7 separate regions of the Mus musculus genome follow, and all the other regions are linked to region 6. A link is a contact called in public HiChIP or PLAC-seq and promoter capture Hi-C data. All regions are on one chromosome and are shown on one strand. Each heading gives the region's core, a stretch centred on a gene start, on an enhancer-like site or on the middle of the called end of the contact. The rest is flanking DNA. Distances are from core to core; before and after follow the strand shown.

Region 1 (2,782 bases), core at 64-2,563, 800 kb before region 6:
AGGAGGACAGCTGGTATTTATAAACACTAGAACGAGAATATGAGAATCGATATCAGGACATTTACCAAAGCACTATCTGGTAGGGGGTGACAGAACAAGTCCACAGAAAGCTCTCCCAACGGTACAACAGATCCAGGCTGGTGGCCCCATCACCGCCAAGCAAGGGTGATGCTGTGCCCTGCTGTGCTGCTCTCTCAAAAAATGTGAGCGTTGTCTCTAAGCCAATTGTAAATGATGGCCAGGGTCATAGGGTTTTCTAACATGCTGGGCAGTCAGGCAAACAGCTGTAGGAGTGGTTGCAGGGAGACTGGGGGGCTGTAGGTGACAGGCAGGGATAACTCGGGGTGACAGACTCTCTAGCTGCTCCCCAGAAGCCATAGTTATGGGAGAAGCCATAGTTTCCTCAGAAGCACTTGGCACGTTGTCCGGACAGCAAGAGAAGCCAGTGCTGCCATTGATAGCTGTGTGACTTCAGGAAAATTGCTCAATGTCTCCCAAGCTCTATTTCCTCGTCGCTCATGACTAATAATTCCGTCCATGGGGGTATTTGTAAAGATTAAAGAATGTTAAGTACATTAATGCGTGTAGTGAACTGCAAAGCTATATGCAAATACAAGCGTTGGAACTAAGGAGGTCTGTGATTCCTGGCTCCATTTACACAAGAATGGATTGTCACACTTTGCATAAGTGATGGGTTTTCCTTTCTGAAGTTACTTCTTTGAGATCCCTAATCCTTACCATTGGGAGAAAGACTGGGGTTAGGAGAGAGGAGAAGGGTAACACAGGAGGTGAATGACCAAAGCACATTAATACATGTTTGAAAACATCTTAATGACACCCATTATTTTGTACAATGAGTTAGGCTGGTGGGGGGGAGACAAAATCGATATTTTAGAGAAAAAAAAAAGCTTCACAAACTGAAAGTGTCTTCCATTATTTGCTTTAGAGTTAAAGCATGAGCCACCATCCTTGGACTGGGAACACAAGAAAGACATTTCACTTCCCCCATCAATGATTTCTCTCTCCCTCCGGTTCCTTATCTGCCTCCTCCTTATCTCAGAAAAGCCTTTAGCCGGTTGCCAGGAGAGATGGCTGATCTTTCTCTTCTGCCTCCCGCAATGCTGATAAAAAGCAGGAGGGGGCACAAGGGATGGAAACAATTCTGGTCCTGCCAGCCTCAGTCCAAGGAGCATTTTAGGCCAGGGGATGGGGTTCCCCTGCTGGGGGCGGGGAGATCAGTAGGTCTGTGTGTTCCAGTCTCGACAGTCCAAAACCCTCTCTTGACATTGGGAAAGTCAGTGAGTTGGATTCAAGCTTTAGGGACTCTTTGGCTGCAGTCTGGTTACTTCTGCATGCAGCCACTAGATGGCAATGTCTTCCTAACCCTAAAGCAAGGTTTTGCTTTGGAAAAATGCCAAGTTTTAACACAGACAAACCACACACACACACACACACAGACACACAGACACACAGACACACAGACACACACAGACACACACACACACACACACACAGACACACAGACACACAGACACACACACACACACACACACACAGAGACACACACACACACACACACACACACACACACACACACACTTGTTCTCCCCTAAAGTGCAAAATAATATCCATATCAATAGGGAAGCAAAGAACGTTCTTTCTGAAAACTCTGGGTAAGTTAGTGATGCAGACAGACAGGGCACCTGCTGGAAGGAGGCATATTTGTGAGGACTGAGGTCTTCATTGAAGATGTCTTCAGTGGCTGCAGACAGTGTCATCAGGGAGCTATGGGAACTGTTGGGTATTAGGAAGCTGCAGAGGTCATGGAGATGTGCCCTAGATGGAAGGTTTGTGTGAAGAACCCTGCAAAACTCTGGCCCATGCCAAGTGCCGCCTGGCCTTGCAGAAGTTGGCCTTGCAGACACATGCCCAGGGCTGGCTGTTAAGACTGTCCTGGCAGAATCAAGGACCTCCTTTGCAGGCAAGGAATTCAGAGAGAGACAGTGCGATGGGAGCCTTCTCTTGTAGATGGGGAAACTGAGGTCAGAGCAAGGAAGGTCTCTGGAGTCTGTCTTCTTGCTAAGTTTCTTTGCATGTAAACAGCCCAATTGACTTTAAATGGCTTTTCCCAATGTCTCATGCTCTTTGATGAGCTAGCATAGCTTCTTAAGCTTCCTGGCTCCAGCTTGCCAAGCGCCAGTGTCTATGCAAACCCGGGCATGCTGCAGTGGTTGAGGTTCCAATAGCAGATGAATATGTTCAAAGCCATCCAGCAGCCAAGTGATCCGGTAGAGGAGAAAAGTCATTCCAAGTAATCGCTTATTAACTCGCCAAGCAATCTCACATCTCACCGTAGATGCTTTGCAGCTAATAATGATAATAATAAGTACTTATTTAGTGCTTCTTGTAGATCAGTCTCCATTTTAATCAGTTAGTATCATAGAGCCACATTATTCCAACAACACCATGAAATAGATCCTACTGCCATTTTTTTGAGTCAGGAGCTGTCTGTCTATACAGCTCAGGCTGTCCTGGAACACAGGAGAAATGCCCCCCCCCCCCCCCGCCTCAGTTTCCACAGTGCTTGGATTACCGATATCTGCTGACAAATTTGGTTCAGTTATTACTCTGTCTGTGTTACAGGTCCAATAGGGTAAATCAGAGAAGGTAAATAACTCGCCTACGGTTACACAGCTGGAAGGCACAGAGCCAACATCACACCCTGCTTTGCCTAACTCCAGAGCAGATCTTTTAGCATTCCTGCCATGAAGTTGCTTATGAC
Region 2 (2,700 bases), core at 118-2,617, 870 kb before region 6:
AGAATGAGTGTTGTTTGCGGTAGTCACAAAGCAAGCGACGGAGGGCACAATTCCTGCCTAGCCTGCTGCAACCTCTGACTTTCTTGCAGGCGTGCTAAAAGTTTTGATTTTTTTCCCCATCCTGGTCTGCTAATCTGTAAGTACTCATGACCATCTCTGATAACCTACTTCCGAATCCTTAAAATGGACATCTCAACACACAGTCCGCTGAGCGTCCTGAGGATTTAATAAAATCAGTGAACATTGATTGAGTAGCTAAAAAGTTTCACTCTGAAGACTTTTGAGAAGAGGAGGCAACCAAACTGTAAAAGCTGCTGTCCCCAATACACTGAATCATAGAAAGACCCTTGCCGAGAGAATGAAGGCAGGAGAATGAAGCTTTCCGTGTGGATGAGCACGTGTAACAGCCTGGGTCTGAGTCTTTGGACTACCACACAAAACCATCTCTATAAATTACCGGGCCTTCTTGTGCCTCAGTTGCCCCATCTGTAAAATGGAGACTAAGTGCATAATGATCTAGGACCCCTATTCTGTCTTAAATTCTCCTACCTTAACGCAGATGCGGGAGAGCATGTGTTTCCAGTTGCTGCCAGTAGGGGGCAAATGCGCACAAACCCCTGAACGCATACAGACTGATAAGGTTTGAGAATACAGTGGAAAAAAACCCTAGCCACTTCTCTTCTGGAAGCACTCTGTCCTAAGGGGCTGTGGGAGGGCCAAATGAGATTCCTTTAAACTATTTTGTACAAACTCCTTAAAAAAACAAAAACAAAAACAAAAAAAGCCTTAAACAGTAAGAATACCATTCTCTGTATCAAGAGGGGCAGCTTGGTGAGCAGGCCCTCCAAAGAACTGAGGGGTGAGGCCAGGGTTGGGGGAGGTGGTGGGTTTTTCTTGAGCTGGCTATCCGTGCAGAATCCGGCTTCCTCCTAAAGGCAGCTAAAGGATGGGCAGAGATTTAAGCGCCTGTACACATTCTCTCAGCTGCCTTTGGTTTAGTGGAACCAGAGGAAGTGGGGGCCGGTGAAGAGGGTGGGTGGCCACCTTCCCGGAGGAGACAAAAAAAAATCTCTCCGGCAAGCCGTCAAACCTGAGTCAAACACCCCCGGAGGAGGCACTCTGGCTTCCTCACGGAGGGGCTGCCGTGGGAGCTGGAAACAGAGACTCAGTCCCAGGCCCCAGCTAAGTCTCTGAGCCCCGACACCCCCTTTCAATTCATTCAAAAGAGCAAAGAAAAGCTGCTTACGTGAAGACAAGTGGTGGCTAGGTCCAGACAGAAGGCTTTCAAGGCAAGAGAAGGCAAGCGCGCTCCCAGCACCAGCGGACTGTAGAAATAAAGGCACCTGTAGCCGTGTGATATAAGTGACACCTACAGACAGGTCCGTTTGGTTTTTCAGGTTTATGCACAGCCCCTTTGATGACGGTGACATACGGTGTGACACGGCTCCTCGGGGGTGGGGGGTGGTTTTCACATGCAGAAAGTTTACCTTTCTCCTGCTTTTGTGCCCAGCTCCCACCACCCACCGAGGGGACCCAGGAAATGAGCAGAGAATTCTTGCCCCCGGGGGGATAAGTGGAGTGCTGGCTGGAGCAGTCTCCGTTGAGCAAGCTGGAGGGAAGGAAATTCAGGCCTGGTGTCTGTTCATTGCAGCCTTTGCCTGGGCTGGCCAAGTCCCGAACCTCTGTATGTAGTGTTATCCCCTATTCTGTGCGTGTTAGGAAAGAAGAGCAGTGCCAAGAAGTGGTAAAGAATAAAGGTGCTTCAGGGATCAAATTCTGAGCCGGTCATTTTCTGGCTGCATTACTGTGAATAAGTTAATGAGCATATCCGGGATCCATCAGATTAATGCAATAATGGAATCTGTCCTTGGGTTGCTGGGAAGGCCATACTTGGTAATGTCAGCCAATCACCTGGAAGCCTGTCCTTGGGCGCTACATATTTCCTTCTATTGATCCTGGTGGGGACCTTCCGATCAGGGGGCAGGGAGAGAGTCAGGGAGCAGTGCTTTCACTGGCCTTTCCACTCTAAGCACCCAAAGGGCGCCATGTTTGAATACAGGAGCCATGTGACAGCTTTCCCCCTTTCCCAGTGTCCTCTGTTTTAGAAATGGCGATATGAAGGGATCGTGGAGCTGCAGTGTCAAACATCCAGAACAACACGGGGGCGGGGGGTCCTGATTGGCTTGCAAGCTGTCAGCTGTCTCACTGAGAACTACCCAGTTTTTAGGACATCTCTCAAATCTAAATGACGGCCTAGGCAGTCATCTGGGAGGAGTGTTCATAACCCCCTTTCGTGGGTTCCGTTCCTCTCTCAATCTCAGGCAGCCAAGACACCAAGGTGCTCAAACTGCAGACTCTGTGATCTTGAAGTGGAAAGCAGAGATTGACTGGTTGGTTAGGTTTTCTTGGGAACACTGGGCATAGGCACAAACACTCAAATCCAAACACCCGAACGGCGTGAAGAAACAAAAGGCAGTTCATGTGAGGAGTCATGTGTCATCATGGAAAAATAGTCGGGGCAAGATAAGTGGCCTGTTGAGGCTCTGGCTTGGCTCTGGGACCTTAGGTGGGAGAGCCAGCTTTTCTGGGTCAGAATTCTCCCAACAGTAATAGGAGAAAACGGGATTAAGTTATTTATTTATTTATTTAATCATTTTGTTGGATTTAACAGTGCCTTTAATCCCAACACTCAGGCGGCAG
Region 3 (2,700 bases), core at 151-2,650, 630 kb after region 6:
TCCCCAAAAGTCTTCAGATGTGGCTGCCACCTTGATTTTAGCCTTTGAGAGACCTGAGACAGAAGTCCTGATTGAACTATCTGGATTCCTGATTGACAATTACCATGTGGCTTAGTCAGGGTTTCTATTCCTGCACAAAACATCACGACCAAGAATCAAGTTGGGGAGGAAAGGGTTTATTCAGCTTACACTTCCATACTGCTGTTCATCACCAAAGGAAGTCAGGATTGGAACTCAAGCAGGTCAGGAAGCAGGAGCTGATGCAGAGGCCATGGAGGGATGTTCTTTACTGGCTTGCTTCCCCTGGCTTGCTCAGCCTGCTCTCTTATAGATGCTGAGGCCATGGAGGGACATTACTTACTGGCTTGCTTCCCCTGGATTGCTCAGACTGCTCTCTTATAGAACCCAAGGCTACCAGCCCAGAGATGGCACCACCCACAAGGGGCCCTCCCCACTTAATCACTAATTGAGAAAATGCCTTACAGCTGGATCTCATGGAGGCATTCCCTCAACTGAAGCTCCTTTCTCTGTGATAACTCCAGCTTGTATCAAGTTGACACACAAAACCAGCCAGTACACCATGAGATAATAAATATGTTCCTTTTGAGTCATTAAGTTCTGAGGCAACCTGTTATGTGTCCATAGATGACTGTACACAGCCAAATGAAATATCACCTCAATGTTATTTCTTCTGCTTCCTTAAACATTCAGGCCGGCCCTCCTGGGCTGAGCATTCACAGTGACAGAGCCAACACATCCTTCAGACTTTGTGTTTCAAGGTCCGAAATCAATCGGAAGCTTCACTATATCTCTTTGAAAGGCTTCCTGGCTTGAACATGTTTTCCAGATAGAGGCCAAATCCTGGACCTCTAAAGACATGTAATGCCAATCTTTGGAGCTGAGGTGGCATTACCTTGAGAGATGGTGACAAAGATTCCTGAAAGTGACCTAGGGCTCTCAGATGAAATGATGGCTATTAATCATCCTGATAATGAGGGGAATGGCTTATATTTTGGACAAATGTGGCTACCAGGTCCTATGTTTGAGCCTTTTCCAGTGGGCTAGCAAAGTGTTGTTGTTTTAATATATCCCAAGCTCCTGACATTGAATGAAAGTGGACCCTGCAGAGAGCTCTGGACCCCTCTGACCCTCAGCTAGAGCTAAGACATAGTATGCTAGTAAGGGATGGGGAAGAAACTGGGCCTTTTTCCAGTCTCCCCAAGATCCATGGTTTCCTAGGCAACATTAAACACCCAGCTGAGGCCCTAAACAGAAGCAAAACAAATCAGCTCCCTGAAAGAATGTCTACACTGCTACCATCCCACAAATTATGTGGCTTTGCAGAGGATAGCTGGGAAACCCACGACAGAAGAGACAAAGAACTGAGGCTTGTATTCTCCCACAAGCTGCTGCTGCTGGGGGCTGGGAGAGGGAGAAGGAAATAGAGGGGTTACCTAGGCACCTTCAGTCCAACCTCAGGGAAGGCGGAACAGCTCCTCCCTCAGGGCCTCAGAGTTCTGTATGTTGAGACAGCCTCTCCTTCTCATCCCCTGGCTGCTGCAGGCCAGAGAACAGTCACCACGCTCTGTGAACCACAGGTTCTGCCACATAGGCTAAATCCAGGAAACTGCCAGGGGGTGTCTGGGGCAGTCAAAGCTCTTGACCTTGGGCTGCAGTCTTCCTTTAGGGTATGGGATCCAGTGAGTCTGGGTGGAGAAAGGCCCTAAGGAAGCTTGAGGGGGGTGGGGAGAAAAGAAAAGTTGCTGTGGGGTCTGAGAGGCTTGGGACTGAATCCAGCTTCAGATACCTGCACCGTGAGCTTGGGTATATTTCCTGATATACCTTTCAAGTCTCAGTGTCCCCATCTAAACATGTCCGGTAGTTTACTTCCTGTGTGTCTACCTTGTACGGTTCAGCAGGTCAAGTGAGATACTTGTCTTGAACCCAGATTTAGGGGAGCGCCAGAAAATTCAGTAACCAGAATAATTATTATTCCAATTATATAATAGATGCATGTATGCATGTGCATGTGGTATAAATATGTGTTCTTGTGAGCGTGTGCACATGCAAGTGTGTATATATGTATGTGCATATAGAGACTTAAGATCTGAGTTGGTGTCCTCTTTGATTGGTCTCCATGTTATTTTTGAGACAGGGTCTCTCTCTAAACCTAGGGCTCTTTGGTTGGGGTAAACTGGCTGACCAATGAGCGCCTATCCCTGTCCCCTTCCCGAGATAATGAGCTCCAGAGGTTTGTCTATCCCCGTCCCCTTCCCCAGACTTGAGGTTATAAATACAAAGCTGTACCTGGCTTTCAAGTGTTCTCTTGCTTATGTGCCACACAGTATACTAACCAAGCCATCTCCCCCAGGATTTTTAGTGCAATATATTTAAAACTCTATATTAGTAAAAAAAAAAAATTGATGACAGAAAAAAATACCACAAGGTATTGTCTGCTCAATAAGTGCTTGTGGACCATTAGCAGACTTTGGATTTTCAGCAGGCTCAGAAGGCATGAAGGGCCTTTGCTGGCCAGCCTTGGCCCAAGTTCAACTTTATCATCCTGATTTACACTAACTAGTACAATGATTAGCTGAATACATAGAGAGAGCCTATAGACCCATCTGATCCTGTCATTTCTACTCCTCATCCCTGTCCCCTTGGATATGTTATTCTGCCAATCTAGGCCTCAGAGTACTT
Region 4 (2,700 bases), core at 137-2,636, 840 kb before region 6:
GAAACCTGGCAAATTCTTTCTCTAAATGGGGTATTCTTCATTCAGAGGCCAGACAATGGCTCCCTTTCACTGGCCATTCAGTCTCTAGTAACAGAGACCATGGGGCCTGCCAACAATCTGCTTGTGAAACTGGCCCAGTTGAGGTCCTGAGACTGAAGCAGGGCACTGATGCCCAGAGCAGAAGTGGCTCCACATTGTGTGCAGGGCTTCCTGAGAACCAGCCTCTTCTCAGAAGGAGAGCTGCAGGCAGGGCTGAGGCTTGCTCGAGTTCCTCTCCCCAAGAGGCCGCCAAAGCTTCTCCAGCAGGCTGACACCTGTTCATTTGGCAAAGGGCACCACAGGGTATAGCTGGGAGACTTTGAGTTGGTGGAGTGACCTCTCTGGGTTTTAGTTTCAGGCTGAAAGACTTAAGAGGTAGGTTTGCTATAAGCCTTCAATGGCAACTGTAGTGTGTGGGCCCTTCACTACGTGCTGCATGCTAAATTGAGGCTGATTCTTGTGTAATTTAATCCATAGAACTAACATAGAAAAGTAGATGTGAATGAATGATTATCCCTTATAAGTGAGAGAACCGAAGAGCAGAAGAAGAAATGCAGACAGCCAGGGCAGGAGCCAGACCCTGGGTTCTGGCTTCCCATACTGAGAGTCAGTGGTGTATTAGCTGTTAGCTCTAATCAAATATTGCTTAGGATTCAGTATGGAATAGGGAAAAGTGCTGATAGGCACCAAGGGAGATTTATATTACTTTCAGTGCACACAGAACCACAGTATTGAAGCTAGAATTGAGTTTTGCAGGCACCATAAAGGAAAGAAACCACCCCCAAGAGTTGATGGGGACCAATTATGTGCTAAGATTGAGAGCATCTTTTATGTGCACAGGGAAAATAAATCTGAAATATAAGACTCATTGTCCATGCTGGGACCGATAATGCAGATCAAGGAGCAGTGTAGATGGTGTCCTGCAAGCCCCTTCTGATGTTCAGGACTCTTCTGATGTTTAGTAGCCACGTCAGGATCCTGTTGGCCCTGACAAGTGCACTCACCTTTATGTTTTGGTCCATTTTTTTTCACAACTTGATGCATTTTGCCCTTACTCCCTGTGCCCCATAAAAATCAGAAAGGGCTGTTTCTTAGGTGGTTTCCTTGGCAGCCATTGGAGAAGGGCACTAATATTAATATTTGTAATAACCTTGATTGTAGCTAATGCCCAGCAGCCACTGAGTTCTGTGTTCTGAATAATGTTGCAAGAATCCCAGAGATACTATCACATTTAATTCCTACAATGCTCCTATTCAGTCAAGCTCAAACTCTCTCCCCATTTCTCTGCTAGGTAACGATGACACAGATCAGTCAAACAACTTGCCTAAGGTCACATAGCTAGTCATGGCAGAGCTTGGATGTGAACCATGCTGTTTACCTGGTAAGCCTGAGGGAAGCTTGTGCTGCAGTCTTCACGTCCCTGACCTGGTATTCTGTTGGTAGCTTCTCTGTGGAGATGCTCCATAGGGAGGTCTCACCTAGAATCACTCACCTGCCACTCTATTTTTGTTCTTGGTGTATGGGGTTTTAAAATGATTCTGACTTTCTATTGTTAGATGATCGTGGCCTTTGTCTTTGTTGAACTTGGCTCTGACCTGCTTGCTCAGCTGGACTCTTGGGATTCTAACATCCTTCTCCTCCTCCGAGAATCCAGGGCTTTGTTCCTGTCCTAACTTAAGGAAGGCTCTCCCTCTGCAGGAGCTGAGGATCCTGTGATTTCTCATTCTGTACCCCTGCTCTTTGGGCTCTTTCTGTGTCCCCAGCCTTTGGCTCTGAGAGTCACACTGAAATCCTGGAGTGGTGGTTGGAGAACCCTCATGATTCTGGCTTTGTTGTTCCATTCTTATGGTTAGAACAAGTTGAATGTGGAGAGAGCAGCTCTCACAAAGGTTCACATTAAGAAGTGGCTGAGCCAGGATCCTAGCCAAGCCAGCATGGCACTGGAGCTAGTGGCTACCATCTCATGTGACATCCCTTTTCCTTCCTTTAGATGCTCCAAGTGTTGGGCTGTTTGTGTGTGTTCTGAAACTCCTTTCAGTGTGTGAATAATTCACTAATTTGCTCGCCTTTCCATTTCAGGTTGCTGGGAACAGCTATCACGTGAGGGCATGTGTGTGTGTGTTCTACCTGTCCTCCCTTGATACTCCTGAGGTAGCTGGTCCTGTGCCCAACTTTGATTCATTTCTAGTGAAAAACAACCTGACCTGAAGATAAGAATTCACTCCAGCAAGATCATCAGCTATGATAACTGGACCTCTCAGAGTTCATGTTAACTGGTGACTTATTGCACTCAAGAGTCCTTATGTGTGAGAAGTGAGTCCTGGGCTAGGGTGGTGCTCAGGGGAAGATGGAAAAGCAGGCCTGGTTCTTAAGGGTAGCTGAAGCCTGTGGTCAGTGGGTGGGTCCGTTGTGTGTGTGGAGAGCTGGCTTAGGCTCTGTAATTGGCAGAAGGTCAGCTGTTTTGGTTGTTCCCTTTAGAGTCACTTTGACATCCTGAGTCTTAATTCTCCAATAGAGACCCAATCTTAGCCTCCTTACAGGTGAGAGGGTGGGGAGATTTAGGACGTTCCAGTGAGGCCTCTCCAAACTCACTCTGTTTTGAAGCAGGCACTATGAAGAAGCTGAAGGTATGAAGGATTGAGTGGCAAGAGTGGCAATAGC
Region 5 (2,711 bases), core at 77-2,576, 870 kb after region 6:
CAGATATCAAGTAAAACAGGGCTATAATACTGAAATAGTATATACAGGGCATCAAGGCTGAAACTCAAATATGATTCTTGTATCTATCATGTGGCTAAGCCACTGGTTCAAACACTTTCCTCGAGTCACATGACACCTCTTTACCCTCCATTTCAAAAACCAAAAAGAGCTCTCCCCACCCCGGCATCCTCAAAGGAGGTATGAAAGGCCAGCAGCTCAAGTCTCAAAGCCAATATAATACTTCGGCTGTGACAAATTGTTCTCGTTTCTAGACGTCTGTCACAGGCTAGCGGACTGCTCTCAGAAAACAAGCTAATCCTATACATCCAAGCGTTAGGTGCTTTCTGTTCACACACAAAGACAGTCTAAGTCTCATCCGGAGTTCCCCTGAAGCCAAATACTAGGAACAGCTTTAGCAACACGGCGTCTGGAACAATCGAGAGAGCGCAGGGGTGGGGAGGGGAACATTGGTGTCAGCGTACTTTTTTTTTTTTTAAACTTGCTGCTTAGGTTAGAACCGCTCTCGAATTTAAAAGGGCACACAAAAAGTTTTCCCCTGCACTCTGGGAGTTTGAAGGGATTTTCTCTTTTCTTCTTTTCTTTTCTTTTCTTTTCTTTTCTTTTCTTTTCTTTTCTTAATTTAAGCTGGAAGGGACGGGAAAACCCAGCAGGCGATTTCCTTCCCCGGACAGGGGAAAACACCAGGTGAGGAAGAGAGGGGCTGGGGAGAGGGATGCCGTGTGCCGGAAGGCGACAGAAACGCCAGGAGAGGCTCCTAAACCAGGGGCGGGTTCAGGACCTGTGGGGCTAGAGCAGGGGAGACCCGCAGTCCCGGGGAGGGCACAGAGGGCTCCTCCGGCTCGTGGGAGGACTGTGGGCGCATCCTGCACCTGTCAGGCGACAGGGACAGAGGTGGCTTTGTGCTGAGACAGGGGGTCCCAGGGCTACCCAGACGAGAGGGGGCAAGGGGGCGGAGTCCCGGACCCGAGGGAGGACGTGGAGATGGCCAGTCCTATCTGTGGGAAGCGAGGGCTCGCGGCGACAGGTCCCTGTCCCGTGGGGAACCGGGGGTGACTCTCCCGGGCCCGCGGCCGCCGGAACTCTAGTTCGAAGCCGCTCACTCACCGATCGTACACGCTGAGACTTCACAACCAACTGGGAAGGCTTCCCCGGGCTGCGCCGCGTCGCCTACATACACGGCACTCCGAGACCAAGTGGCTCCGACGCCAAACTCCCGGCTCGTGGGCCGCGGCTGCTGCGTCCGCCGACGGCCGGAGCCTCAGCCCCAGCCGCGGCCGCCGCTGCTTCCGCCTTCTCAGCTCGCTAGGAGCAGCAAGGGGAGGGGAGCGCGCCCCGGGACAAAGAGGCCCCGCGGGAGAGGCCGCCCCCTGTCTGTGGTCCTCCACGCTGAAGCCTTACCCCGCCCTTCCTCGCAAAGAAGTTTTCTCAATAGGCAGAACCTTACATTAATCACGTAGCCCTTCCTCGGACCAGTGCAAAACAGTCGTCTCATGCATGAAACATTTCTTCACAATTGCTGCCATCTGCATGATCCCATTCTCCAACATTGTCACGGGAGAGCTATTTTGAGTTCTCAGTTTAACTGGATGCAAATATCTACGGATTGTAACTGGCACAATGCAATAGATGCCCAAAAGATTTTCACCCTCATCTGAAAATTTGACTCATCTTCTCCATCTGATATGAAAGGTATTATTGTGTATTAAGGCTGTTAGGTAAGGTAAGTAGATACATGTAAATAAGTTATTTAAAATCATCTAGGAAATAATATGTGCAGTAAATATCAATAATACTATCTTTTGCTGACATCTTAGTAGAAGGATTCTTTCAAACATAAGAATCTAGTACAACTCAAACTCAATTCTTCCTCTATCCCCTTTAAAAAGTGCTTTGAAATGTTTAAGGCATGAAGAGTATAAAAAGCTACACCCAGGCTTCTGTGTGCTCATCACGCAGTTTAAGAAGTAGAAGGAAGCAAGTTGAATTGCAATACTCTGCGTATAGCTGTCCCCTCCACTTATATAAGTAAACTCCTGAGGTATGCAAAAAGGGATCATCTTACAAAGTCAGTGGTGGGTAAAGGACCAGTGAGATGTCTCAGCGGGTAAAGAAACATGACTTTAGTCCTGACGATATGCGCTGGAACTCCAGAACCTACACCGTAGAAGAGAACCTATTGCCAAAAGTTGTCCTCTGAACTACAAGTGCACACAATGGCATGCACATAATGCACATGTGTGCAAGTGCACGTACATACACATACACACACACACACATGCGCACACTACAAAAAAGAGAGAGAGAGAGGCACAGAGAAAAGAAAAGGCAGGGCATTGGATTTCCTTCATTTATTAGTGTGACCTCTGGAGCAAGTTAGTCACGTGACAGACATTACAAGCTTCCACTTCCTAAATCATAGAACAGGTTTACATCATGGGTGGTACCTTACACACTGTTGTCAAGGTGAACTAATAAAAAAAATTGATGTGGGAGAACTTAGCAAGAGGCTTTCAAAAAGATCAGGTGTTCTGTGTTTATTTCTTTTTGTTTTTGTTTGTTTGTTTGTTTGTTGGTTGGTTGGTTTTTTAACACAGGGTTTCTCTGTGTAGCCTTGGCTGTCCTGGAACTCACTTTGTAGACCAGGCTGGCCTCGAACTCAGAAATCCGCCTGCCTCTGCCTCCTAAGTGCT
Region 6 (2,700 bases), core at 56-2,555:
TCATGTCTTTCTTGGGCACTTGCCACCCACCTGCTAGAGCAAAGACCCCTCCTTTTGTACAAAACACAGGGTACTGCCAGCCAGTACAGAAAGGCTACAGGAAGGGATTGCCTTCTCCTAAGCAAAGTCACCCCTCTCAGGCAAATCGCAGCTGTGCTTGCTCATCTGGGAGGTTACCTTCTCTGCTTTCACCTCACCTCTCCCGCTCCACACCTCACACCTGTAGCCTCTAGCTTCACCTCCTTGCACCCCAACCCGTCAGCAGGGCTTCATTCACCTCACACCTCACCCTTGCCGCCACCCAAGACAGACAGACACACAGACACAGACAGAAGTCCCTGCTCCCTGCCTACTAAGATCCTCTTTTGAGACCTGTCATTGCCTGGCTTTGGCTCTGCAATCTGTCAAGAGGATGCCTAAAGTGCTGTCATGTCCCAATCTCTCTTGTGCCCGTAGGAGCCCATCCCCTATGAACTGTGGGTGACAAATACGCGACATGTGGGAAACAAAGGAGCCAGGACTCTTTCAAAACAAACGCTGTACACCCAGAAACAGACTGCCCATTTCTTCTAAGTTTCCCCAGGATGTGTGCTATTTTCTGAGCGAGCAGAGCTCCTGTACTGGGGGTCTGCTTTAAAGAGTTCCCACCTTACAGCTTTATCAAGCAGGGTTCATTGGAGAAACGCCCACCCAATCCCTGTTCTTCAACCCTGCGGGACTACTTTCCCAGGAAACTTTGACTTTGCAAATCAGAGCCAGTAACTCACAGGGAATGGGCTTCCCAGGGGAATGTGGTCCTTTAAAAAAAAAGATAGATAGATAGATAGATAGATAGATAGATAGATAGATAGATAGATAGATAGATAGATAGATAGCACAAGAGCTCTCTTCTTTAGCTTAGACATAGTTTAGTCCCACAATTAGGAATATCATCCTGTTCTTAAAGCGGACAACGGGAGCATCCAGCTCCCAGCCAGAAACCCCAGATTATCGCTGGAACAACCCCAACCTGTCCAGCTCCCCATCAGACCCCGCAAAGGGCTCCTGGTCACTAACAGTACCTCTTGGCAACGATGAGATGAGAAGGAGCTGCAGGAACACCAGCCCCAACTGCGCCCATCTGTCTAGCTCCATCGTTTCCCGTTGCTGTGTCGGTACCGAGTGACTGGAGGGGAGTGACTGGAGGGATGCCTAGGCGAGAACAGGGCAGCGGGCTCTGCTCTTGCCGGGACCTCCCCAAGCTCCAGCTGAAACAGAGCTCGGGTTTCAGCCCGCCGGGCTCTCCCACCCTCAGCTAGGGGAACCACCTTCGGCCAGAGCGACGTCAGCCCAAAGCTTTCCTCTTAACCCTTGAGAGGCCCGGGGAGTCGTGACCACGCCTGGAGGCCAGTGCACAGCGATCTACGGGGGACAGCGGGATACCAGAGCCCGCTCCTTCTCGCTGGACTTCCGTGATCAACCTTTGTTGATAGTGAAGGTAGAGATGTGTGGCAGGCAGCACTGACTGGGACCAGAAGTAGGAATGGCTGCGGGACCTCTCAGAGGAGGCTAGGGAGGATGCTCATTCAAACATCCCGCACCTGAGCTAGAAAGCTGAGAGGAGAAAGGAGGATTGGAGGCTGGGCTAGGAGGCTAGCATGGCACTGGGATGGGAGGCTGAGAGGGCAGGATGGTACTAGAACCTGAGATGAGAGGCTTATGGAAGAGGCTGAGAAAGGTGGCATGGAAGGCTGGAATGGGGGGCTGGGGCAGGTATTGGTTGTGGTCACCTAAATTAGGCAGACAGAGACAGATTAGAAGAGTGGCCTGGGGCCCAACAGAATGACAGAGCTGTTTACTGTTCAAGCACTAGGACCAGAGTTTATTTCCTGAAATCCATAGAAGGAGATACTCCTAAAAATTGCCACCCACCTCCATATAAGGCCGAGTATGCCCTCCCCCAACAGGCGATGGGAGGATAGAGTAAACCCACCTGCACTCCCCTCTCAACACTGCTCTACCTCCAAGCGCTTTCTTTCCCCTTTTCTGCTCTGAGCAACTGCACACACAGGCTACTGGGAAATCCTGATCTGAGTTCATGATGGTGGGGCAGCACAAGATACTCCCCAAGAGCATACAGGCAGGACCCGAGTGTCTCTATTCCACAAACAGGGAAAAGGAGTCCTTGAGAGTCTAAGGTCACACAAGTGAGGGGCACAGCTCTGAGGTTTGAGCCTATGATTATCAGATCCACAGACGGTAGTCCTAATCACTATGGTGTACAGCTTCAAAGGTGATACCCACATAAAAGTAAGTTTAACCATTAGTCAAGACGTACAATCGGTAGCGTTTTCTATAAATTCTGGAATCAAAAAGATTCAGATTTTAAGTCACTTGCATGAAATCACTGAGCTACGAATGGCAAAGCATAATATACTTGAGTCTAATTTAGACCTGGGACTTTGGGATGTGCCAATATTAGTTTGTGATGTTAGATTAAAACTCAAAGTTATGAGGCGTGGATGATTCTTCAGGGCTAGTGAGAAAAGTAATATCTCCATCCACGGAGGAGAATAATGAGAACTTTCTAGAAAGAAGGTTGAACCTGACCAGTGCCCTTGAGAAACAATGCATATATATGAATTAGTCTCTAAATTGTACTTATTCATTTTGCTCAAAGTATGTATGGCAAAGTTAACCAACAAAATGCACTTTAAATTG
Region 7 (2,700 bases), core at 91-2,590, 570 kb after region 6:
AGATCCAGGCTGCTACAAATACCACATTCCAACAAGGTATCAGTTTCATGATGATTTTATAGTTTGGCAGTAATCGTAACTCAGAACAACTTTTTTACACATTTAGGTATTTTACATGTGTGCGTGCACATGGTACCTCTGAAGGCTAGAAGAGGGCATCAGATCTTTAGAGTCATGGAATTCCTGAGCCACCATGTGGGTGCTGGGAGTTGAGCCATAGTCCTCTAGAACAGTGCTTCCTAATCTTTCTAAACGCTGTGACCCTTTAATAGGGTTCCTTATGCTGTGATGACCCACAACCATAAAATTATGTTGTTGCTAATTTATTAGTGTAATTTTGCTACTATTATGGAACATAAATGTAATTATCTGTGTTTTCCCTTGGTCTTAGGCTACCTCTTCATAAGGGTCCTTCTACTACTCCAGAGGGGTCACGACCCACACAGGTTAAAAGCCACTGCTCTAGACTAGCTGCCAGTGCATTTCCCACTGAGTAGTCTCTCCAGCTCTCTGGATATCCTTTAAATACACCGGTGGACCATCAAGGAGGCAGTTAGACAGCAAGCCGGGCTAATCGCAATTTAGCTTTGGGCTTTTGGAAGACTGGGGTCTGTTCATAAATTCCAAATGGATTTATGCAATAGTCACAAGGATCTTAGTCACACACAGAGGTAGGCAATACATGGCTCTCTAGGTGAGCTAAACATACCCAGTATACTTTGACTTTGTGCCTAGAACATTCCAAATCTCCATGATCATTGAAATTGTAAACAGTCAGTCCTGCGGTGTCTAATGTAGGTACAACTTTTCCTGGGAATTTCACTTGATTGACACGTAACGGCTTAAAGTACACAGCAGAGGAGGCTGACAAAGCTGGAGGCGAGGTTGCCTCTGGATTCATGAGAGATACATAGGATACTAAAAAAAAATGTTCTCCCAGAAGTAAAGTCTTGAAGCTATACTACTAGACTATGAGTCACTCATAATGCCTCCTTGCCAGAGATAACAAAAGCAATGGGTATCAAGAGTATATGTAACCAGGAACTTAAGGAGCATGCGCATGCCGAGGGCAGGGATGGTGATGAGTGTCAGCTAAATCCTCATCTTCCACAGTGGGGAGACAGTGGGTAATTCCTAACAAGGGTGAATCAAAGAGAAGCAATATAAGCTAAGTACTTAGAGACAGCCTAAGATCCATCTCACTAAAATTGGGGGAAATGTTTGCTTCTAGAGAGAGTCAGAGAATGTTGTTAACTTTCATCAAGCTCCACACAGCTCTTAGTCTCTTTAAATTGTGCACACATGTGACTTGTTTAAAAAAAAAAAAAAAAAGAATCCCAAAAATGCGCTGGTGAGAGCCAGGGCCACAGGCTGAGGCCACGCGCACACTGAGCTGTGCGAGAAACGGCTCTTTCAAGTATTCTCAGCCATGCAACAGATGGTCTGGGCGCGCCGAACCTCTCTGCACCCAGCTCTCGGCTTTGGAGCCTCTGCAGCAGTGGAAGGACAGATGCAGGGGTGACATTTCAGAAGCCTGTGACCTGACTTTTTTTTTCTCTGCAGAGTAACTGCAGAATGAGCCATTTATTGAAAAATCTTATTCTGAACATTTTGGTCAACCACAAAGCTGAGGAGGCGGCAGAGGTGCCATCCCAATGGGTCCGGGTCACATGCAGGCATCACAAGGGCCCTTTGTGGGCTAAGCTATAATGTAACCCAGGTCTTCAAAGCAAAGCCACATGGTGCCTATCTGAGGAGCCAGATAGGATCGATTCTCTTTTCTCCTGCTCTCTCAGACGGCTGGGATTCAATCCAGGGGTGTGGGTGGCAACACAGTCCTCTCCAAGCTGCAAATGCAGACTGTGTTTCCTAAACCAGCTGCCTGGCACCCTGTGGTGGATTAGCAGCGCCCCCTTTCCTAGATGAGGTCTCAGGCTTGTGGCCAGCTACCAAGACTGCAGAGCTCCCACTACGATCTCTGTCTGGTGCCTCTGAGCATTGACTGTGCAACCAGACCAAACTGCATTCATAGGCCCAACTTGATACTTAGCAAGCCTCTGTTCTTTCTTCTTTAAAATGGGGTGAGGCTGCATCCCTGGGGTTGTGGTGAACATCCTGTGAGCTGATGTGCATGTGTTTCTGATCCCAGCATCTGCGCCCAGTGGCAACTGGGTTGGGCAGAAAATTGTTACTTCCTTGCTTTAAAACCTCCATACCCTGTGTCTCCTTTGGGGTCCACTTCCTTCTTGCCTGGCCACTCTCTTTCTGCTAGAACTCATGTCACATTCAGCCATCAGAGAGTTTTACTCCCAAATATTGCTTTTATCCCTGCCCATCCCTGCTGGGGAACGCTCTGGGGTTATAAGACTAAATTCTACAGCCTGTTATTTAAGACCCGGTACCACTACCTCTTGCCTTTTCTCTATCTACTGTGTCCAAGCAGGAACCTTCTTTTCTCTTCCACGTAAGTCGCTGCTGCCTCTGCCTGCTGCTTACTGTCATAGTCCCCTCCCCCAAAGTCCTCTTTAAAGTATCACTTAAGAACTGGCGTGGAATAAGACCCACTTTCTTCAAAAGCTTCCATGACACTTCCACCTTATTCAGGCCTTTCTACCTCCATGGCTTTTCTCGCTAAAGTCAGCTCAGGCCTCTTGCAGTTTCCCTGGCCAGCAAAGCCCCTGTGCGCTGTGGCAAAGGTCT

What was found. Promoter capture Hi-C pulls out the DNA fragments that hold promoters and counts their contacts. HiChIP or PLAC-seq counts read pairs in DNA pulled down with a chosen protein or histone mark.
Region 1: a promoter capture Hi-C map of hippocampal neurons shows a contact between it and region 6, with 7 times the contacts expected there. The contact joins the enhancer-like site here to the promoter of Pamr1 in region 6. A contact is called at or near these places in 4 of 39 promoter capture datasets (the C10 cell line, hippocampal neurons, liver and 1 more) and 2 of 115 datasets of contacts at active chromatin or transcription factors (bone marrow-derived dendritic cells and pancreatic cancer cells).
Region 2: a contact with region 6 is called in a promoter capture Hi-C map of hippocampal neurons, with 3 times the contacts expected there. The contact joins the promoter of Elf5 here to the promoter of Pamr1 in region 6. A contact is called at or near these places in 2 of 39 promoter capture datasets (the 3T3-L1 cell line and hippocampal neurons) and 1 of 9 other capture datasets (adipose tissue).
Region 3: a promoter capture Hi-C map of hippocampal neurons shows a contact between it and region 6, with 4 times the contacts expected there. The contact joins the enhancer-like site here to the promoter of Pamr1 in region 6. A contact is called at or near these places in 9 of 39 promoter capture datasets (the C10 cell line, cranial neural crest, embryonic stem cells and 4 more) and 3 of 9 other capture datasets (adipose tissue, liver and macrophages).
Region 4: a contact with region 6 is called in a promoter capture Hi-C map of hippocampal neurons, with 6 times the contacts expected there. The contact joins the promoter of BC016548 here to the promoter of Pamr1 in region 6. A contact is called at or near these places in 9 of 39 promoter capture datasets (the 3T3-L1 cell line, the C10 cell line, the HPC-7 cell line and 5 more), 1 of 484 Hi-C or Micro-C datasets (bone marrow-derived macrophages) and 1 of 9 other capture datasets (macrophages).
Region 5: a contact with region 6 is called in an H3K4me3 HiChIP or PLAC-seq map of stem cell-derived neural progenitor cells, with 5 times the contacts expected there. The contact joins the promoter of Traf6 here to the promoter of Pamr1 in region 6. A contact is called at or near these places in 3 of 39 promoter capture datasets (cranial neural crest, embryonic stem cells and hippocampal neurons) and 3 of 115 datasets of contacts at active chromatin or transcription factors (embryonic stem cells, extraembryonic endoderm stem cells and stem cell-derived neural progenitor cells).
Region 7: a contact with region 6 is called in a promoter capture Hi-C map of hippocampal neurons, with 2.8 times the contacts expected there. The contact joins the enhancer-like site here to the promoter of Pamr1 in region 6. A contact is called at or near these places in 5 of 39 promoter capture datasets (cranial neural crest, embryonic stem cells, hippocampal neurons and 1 more), 1 of 484 Hi-C or Micro-C datasets (cerebral cortex), 2 of 115 datasets of contacts at active chromatin or transcription factors (extraembryonic endoderm stem cells and trophoblast stem cells) and 1 of 9 other capture datasets (embryonic stem cells).

The regions. Positions count from the first base shown.
Region 1 is chr2:103,346,077-103,348,858 of GRCm38.p6, reverse strand. The region is part of intron 1 of A930006I01Rik (RIKEN cDNA A930006I01 gene); the gene reads left to right. Among named protein-coding and RNA genes, the nearest start is that of A930006I01Rik, 25 kb to the left of the region's middle. Within about 2 kb of position 1,313, at least 34 of the 459 cell types and tissues checked have an H3K27ac peak or open chromatin away from gene starts, as enhancers often do. A contact at or near this core is called in pancreatic cancer cells, where this site is marked.
Region 2 is chr2:103,422,735-103,425,434 of GRCm38.p6, reverse strand. Elf5 (E74-like factor 5) reads right to left here and starts at 1,367. Exons shown (of 7, transcript NM_010125.3): 1 at 1,247-1,367.
Region 3 is chr2:101,918,986-101,921,685 of GRCm38.p6, reverse strand. No RefSeq gene overlaps it. Among named protein-coding and RNA genes, the nearest start is that of Commd9, 34 kb to the right of the region's middle. Within about 2 kb of position 1,400, at least 16 of the 459 cell types and tissues checked have an H3K27ac peak or open chromatin away from gene starts, as enhancers often do. A contact at or near this core is called in hippocampal neurons, where this site is marked.
Region 4 is chr2:103,387,730-103,390,429 of GRCm38.p6, reverse strand. It overlaps BC016548 (cDNA sequence BC016548), which reads left to right and starts at 1,386. Exons shown (of 3, transcript NR_130965.1): 1 at 1,386-1,420; 2 at 2,119-2,352.
Region 5 is chr2:101,677,035-101,679,745 of GRCm38.p6, reverse strand. Traf6 (TNF receptor-associated factor 6) reads right to left here and starts at 1,326. Exons shown (of 7, transcript NM_001303273.1): 1 at 1,126-1,326.
Region 6 is chr2:102,548,626-102,551,325 of GRCm38.p6, reverse strand. Pamr1 (peptidase domain containing associated with muscle regeneration 1) reads right to left here and starts at 1,305. Exons shown (of 11, transcript NM_173749.4): 1 at 1,062-1,305. The coding sequence starts at 1,134.
Region 7 is chr2:101,982,356-101,985,055 of GRCm38.p6, reverse strand. The region is part of intron 4 of Ldlrad3 (low density lipoprotein receptor class A domain containing 3); the gene reads left to right. Among named protein-coding and RNA genes, the nearest start is that of Gm39888, 8.2 kb to the left of the region's middle. Within about 2 kb of position 1,340, at least 105 of the 459 cell types and tissues checked have an H3K27ac peak or open chromatin away from gene starts, as enhancers often do. A contact at or near this core is called in cerebral cortex and hippocampal neurons, where this site is marked.